Regions from separate parts of the Mus musculus genome. Here region 1 is linked to region 2. A link is a contact called in public Hi-C data. All regions are on one chromosome and are shown on one strand. The core of a region is the stretch at or near the end of the contact, and the rest is flanking DNA. Distances in the headings are between cores, read along the strand shown. Region 1 holds the start of Abcf2 (ATP-binding cassette, sub-family F (GCN20), member 2). Region 2 overlaps Agap3 (ArfGAP with GTPase domain, ankyrin repeat and PH domain 3).

Region 1 (2,700 bases), core at 10-2,509, 110 kb after region 2:
CTACTGCAGCACCAACCAAGGTAGATCAAAAACTCCCATCTGTGTTTGCCACTTGAATTCAGTTTCCTTCATCAGTAACAAGTTTTAACTCTATGGGTGTGGGTGTCACCAAAAAGTTTCATGGCATATAAAGACATGTGTCTGTGGGTGCTTTACTCTGTTTAAAAAGATGGGGATGTGAGGACAGCCTGGCCTCAAACCTTCATCTTTTTACCTTAGCCTCCCAAATGCTGGAATTAAAGGCCTATGCATCTGCATCCAGATTCTGATCTTGGCTTCGAAAACCAGCTCAGGAAACTCACCCAACCTACCTCCATCTCCTGTGGTCTCTCTGCCATTGGCCTCCTCGATTTTCTCTTCTGCCACCTGAGGTTCTGTGACAGCATCTCCATTTTCTTCATGTCCCTTTCTGGGTCGCTGTCGGGCTTTGGCAGCCTCCTTCTTTTTGGCTGCCTTCTTCTTGGCCAGGTCGGAAGGCATGGTGATGAGCCACAGGGGTAGTTACAGTCCTTTCAGGAGTCTGAAGAAAAGCAAACAGATACTCCAAAATTCTAAACTTACAGGTAAGAATGTCTGAGTGCTATCCCATCCCTCCTTGGAATTTTCCTATCAAGCCTGTGGTGCCCAACTCTTGTCCCCGCCAACTTTGTCCGGGCTTCTCACACTCTCTCGACCGCTCCTCCAGCCTCATCTCCTCCCTTGGGGTTCGCGCGCCAATCCCCACCGCCGGCTTCACTCGGATGCGCTCTTCCCCCAGGGCCTTAGTGAGGGACCGCTCTGCCCCTCGTCTCCAGTTTCCGAACTTGGCGCTCGCGCACCTCTGCCAGCCGCCTCCTTTTCGGTTCTTCGCCAGGAGTTCGTCCCGGACCTCCCTTCCGTCCCTCTCATCCACCCCACCGACTGCGGCGCGGTTTCTCTCCCGGAACCACGAGTCCTCCCCAGCGGGTCCCTAAGGGTCTCTGCGCTCGCTGCCCCTAACCTCCCCCACACCCCGCTCGCCGGCGTCTCTGCCTGGGCCAGTTCTTTTCCCTTTCGGCCCTTTCCATTCCGACCCTGAGCTCCCTTCCGCTTCTCCTCCCGCTTCCTGCTCACGGGTCCACACTCTCCTCCCCTCCGGCGCCCCTTCCCCCTCAACTCACGGGGCCTCGCCGCTCGGCCTCTGTCGCAACAGAGCTGCTCCTTGAGCTCCTCCGCGTGCGGCCGGCTCCCCAACCAATCACGGCCCCGGGCGGCCCTTGGCGCGCTGCCGCGAGGGCTTCTGGAAAATGTAGTTCTCAAATCGTAAGAACTTAGGGCGGGACTCTCCTCCGGAACTACCACGATTCCCAGGTGTTGCGCCGTTCTAGTGACGGCATCAGAACGCGCGATGATTCTGGTTGGGGGAGGATTAGAGTCCAAGAGGCCCGTCCTACCAAGCCGGTTTGAAGAACTGAAAACTGCAAATCCCAGATTGCTCCTCGGAGAGGTGGGCTGGTCTCCCAAAGGATACCCCACCCCTAGCAGATAAATTTACCAGGCTGCTCTACTGGTTTAACCAGCAGGAAGTGCGACTAAGCTTCCCGGCCAGCGTCCTAAGAGTGCGAGACCAAACAATGAGAGAAGAGAGTTAGAAGGTGGAGGGGAAAGAAGAGCGAGTTGCTGCTGGGCAGGTGGCTCTGAAAGTGAGGTAACCCTTTGTAGACCACGCCAACAGAACTCTGTTCGAGAAAGGCATCCTCGTCTCATGGAACCGAAATTGAGAGCCTCGTCCATCGCTAACGAAACTTTTTGAAAGTGCCAGACGCTGTGCTGAACCTTGGTATCTTAGTCAAGAGTTTCTGGGTTCCACCAGAGCCATGCGAATGTGGTGGAAAAATCTAAAGTATAGGACCACTTTGCTGAGTTTAGCTCTATGGACACTTAGTTGTGACTTGTTTCATTTCCTTTGAGTCTCACTGTCTAAAATCTAAAGCAGACTTAGTGTTAGGAACATTATAAACTAGATCTGTAGCCTCATACACAAAACAACTCTACGACCCTTGCTTGCTACCTGTCCAGGGTCCTGTCCACTGGTGTGTCATCACTGATGACACAGAAGGAAGCAAACTTAGTGCCCCTGAGTGCATTCTCAGAAAGTGACCCCCTTTTCCTCTAAGGTCACCATGTTGCCAAGCTAAATAGAAATTAGGCGTGAAGATCATTGAGGGTGGACATCACAAGTAGCTTCAGAGCCTGCCCCCTGTGTCTTTGGCAGCACACTAATTTTAAGATGAAAACGGGCTAAAGAGATGGCTCAGCAGTTAAGAGCACTGACTGCTCTACTAGAGATCCTGAGTTCAATTCCCAGCAACCACATGGTGGCTCACAACCATCTGTAATGAGATCTGATGCCCTCTTCTGGTGTGTCTGAAGACAGCTACAGTGTACTCATACACATAGATAAATAAATGAAAGAAAAGGGAGGAAGGTAAAAGGAGGCTTTGTAACACACACACACACACACAGCTTTAAAAAAAAAAAAAAAGAAAAAAGAAAAGAAAAAGGAAATCCAAATGGGCCTGCCAATCGCCTAAACAGGAAACTGCGGCTGCTAAGGAAGTTGTCTGTTTCAGAAACGAAGCACTAGTATAAAACCCATGTGACCATTGTCCATTCCCACCAATGAGAAACATTTTCTTGGTCCATTGTCCACCTCTGCCTTTGAGGGTGTCCTCATTTTAC
Region 2 (2,725 bases), core at 119-2,618:
TGCATGGTTAGGCCAAATGTCAGATCAGGAGCCCACCCACTGCAGTCTTAAGTACAAACACAACACTGCTGTCTCCACATGTTATGTCTGAGGCCTACATCTAGGGCCTCAAATCTCCAGGGCCCCCAGCTTGGAGGGTAGAGAGGACCAGCCTAGGTTTGGCTGTCCTGGCACATGTGAACTGCAGCCCTTGGCCTGAGTGTCTACCTAGCCTATTGGGCGTGTGGCACTGGTTTTAATCCCTCTTGTTTATACCACCCTTTCTTACTTAGTGGGGCTGCACCAGTTACAGATCACCTGCAGCCCACCAGGGTCAAAGACCCTGTCATTGCTCTGTTTACAGCTTGAGCTGGGAAAGGGGGTTTTCTCTATTTTATACACCATATCTGAGGCTCAACAAGATTCCGATGTGGTCACACAGCTAGTGGGTGCCTATAATTAGCTGCTTTTTGTGTTTCTGTGACCAAAAAGCAACTTCAGGAAGGAAAGGTTTCTCTTGGTTTGCCTTTGACTGTGCTGACCATTGTAGTGGGGAAAGCAGGCAGCGGGAATGTGGGGCAGCTGGTTACATTGCATCTGAAGTCAGGAAGCAGGAGTGGTGACTTCTGGCGCGCCACTCTTAATTTAGTCCAGGATCCAGTCTGTGGAATGCCACCACCCACATTTAGGGCATGTCTTTCCACCTGAGTTATCTCCACCTAGAGTCTTCCTCACAAATGTGCTCAGAAGCAAGTTGATCCATCGCACACGCAGTGCTGGAGGTGAGGTTGAGCCCAGGTTGTGATTGTCTGCTTTGGGTTTGTGTGGATTATGGCGTTGTGTCTTACACTATCAGCCGACTGTCCAACCAGGAGCTGTCTCCTTAAGGAAGAGCCCTGGTACACAATTCACGTGTTGCCAGAACTCTAGTGAGGTTACTCCAGTGGGAAGTAGGATGCGTGAGGAAGGCATCTCACAGTGGAGTAAGGTGATATTGACAGAGGTCACTGAAGGGAGGGACAGTTCCATTGAGTTCCAAGTGACCAAAAGGACAAGGGATGGATAGATACTGTATAGTTAAGGGGGGGGGATAGGTGAGATCAAGCAAGGTTGGGCACAGAGACATGGTTAGATACAGTGTCATGGACTGCAGGGCTCTGTTGGCAGTGACAAGAAGATCATTTTTTTACCAGGTTACAGACACCTTCATGGACATGAATACCGATGTCAGTGTGGTAGCAGATGGGATAAGACCATTAGGAAGTTGATGTGGTAGCATACGTGGTTATTGGACAGAGGATCCCTTTTTGAAGAGAGGTAATAGATGGTCGGGATCCGAATGGAGGTGGTGGGAACCTGTGGCCAGCCCAAGGCCCTAGTGCTAGCATGCCGGGCCAGGAAGATGCTCTGCTGCCACCTTGTGGCCAAAGAGAGCTGTGGAACATACAGGCCATACCTGAAGATCTAATGCCTCATCCTTGGGAAGCCAGGTGCATGTAAACTTTGGTCTCCAGGCAAAAACTGGTCCTTTGTAGAATGGCAGCTGCCATTTGTTGTGGATTATGTGTCAGTCATTGTGATTATCAGTGCATCAGTAGCAAGCACTGGAGACCAACTGGAAGCCTGTGGGAGTTGTCCTTCTCCTCTGCTAAGGTGTATCTCATCCCTGTTCACGAGGTCCTTTCTGCCTAGAGACTTCTCTGTTCCTGTGCCTCTGCAGGGGGCTGAGGCCCAGAATGGCCAATGAATCAGTTGTTCATCCTGACCTAGAATGGATACTCAGGACTTGAGAGATTCATCACTAATCCTTCAGAAACTTCCAAAGAGCCATACACACAGCCCCCGTGAGACAGTTGCAGCCTGGCACTTGAGAATCAGCTGCCCAAAGAGGGGCTGGTTCTGTGGGTTCTGGTTTTCCTGAACAGGTCTGAGGGGGATGGTTCTGTGGGGCCCTGGTCCTGAACAGGTCCAGCACAGCTTTCAATGCCAGCCTTACTGCTCTTTGTAGGTGATGGCTGTTGGAGGAACAGAGCGTGGTTGTCAAGAGCGTTCAGGGCGGGTGTATGACTGTATTACACGACTAGCACCCGTCCCACACAGCTGTTCTCACACTGCTAAAGCCACCCATTGGGCACCTTGTCCTCAGACACTGGCTTCTTAGCTACTGTCCTGTTCTTGGATTTTCATTGGGAGTGCATGGGGCTGTGATGGGCAGTCCTAGTCTTTTGTGGAAGAATAGATACCTCCCATGTGTGGGATAGACAGGATAGGTAGATGAAGGCAGGGAACTGTTTTAGGGTTTCTGTTGCTGTAATAAACATCATGACATTAACAACCTGGAAAGGAGACGTCTTACTTTGCTTACACTTCCACATCACAATCAATCATTGAAGGACGTCAGGGCAGAAACTGAAGCAGGGCATTTGGTACTTACTGGTCTGCTCCGTGTGGCTTTCTCAGCCCACTTTTTTTTTTTTTTTTAAATTCTCTCATACATTCTTACCTTAGTTTCTACATGCTCCACACCTTCCAGTCCCTCCCCTCTTTTCCCCTCTCATCCAGATCCACTCAAAAACCAGAGTAGACCTCCCAGGGCTATCAACCGAACAACAGCATAACAAGTTACAACAAGACCAGGCACAAACCCTCACATCAAGGCTGGATGAGGCAACCCAGTAGGAGCAAAGGGGGCTCAAGAGTAGGCAAGTGCAGCCAGAGACAGCCGCCCCCGCTCCCACCTCCCACA

What was found. A called contact is a pair of places that touch in the nucleus more often than the background predicts.
Region 1: a contact with region 2 is called in a Hi-C map of rod photoreceptor, with 2.9 times the contacts expected there. The contact joins the promoter of Abcf2 here to the enhancer-like site in region 2. A contact is called at or near these places in 3 of 39 promoter capture datasets (the C10 cell line, embryonic stem cells and macrophages), 1 of 15 datasets of contacts at CTCF or cohesin (embryonic stem cells), 12 of 484 Hi-C or Micro-C datasets (B cells, cerebellum, cerebral cortex and 5 more), 1 of 115 datasets of contacts at active chromatin or transcription factors (embryonic stem cells) and 3 of 9 other capture datasets (adipose tissue, liver and pancreatic islet).

Annotation. Positions count from the first base shown.
Region 1 is chr5:24,576,208-24,578,907 of GRCm38.p6, forward strand. Abcf2 (ATP-binding cassette, sub-family F (GCN20), member 2) reads right to left here and starts at 1,260. Exons shown (of 14, transcript NM_013853.2): 1 at 1,140-1,260; 2 at 312-520. The coding sequence starts at 480.
Region 2 is chr5:24,469,408-24,472,132 of GRCm38.p6, forward strand. All of the region lies in intron 1 of Agap3 (ArfGAP with GTPase domain, ankyrin repeat and PH domain 3), which reads left to right. Among named protein-coding and RNA genes, the nearest start is that of Agap3, 19 kb to the left of the region's middle. Within about 2 kb of position 1,369, at least 9 of the 459 cell types and tissues checked have an H3K27ac peak or open chromatin away from gene starts, as enhancers often do. A contact at or near this core is called in rod photoreceptor, where this site is marked.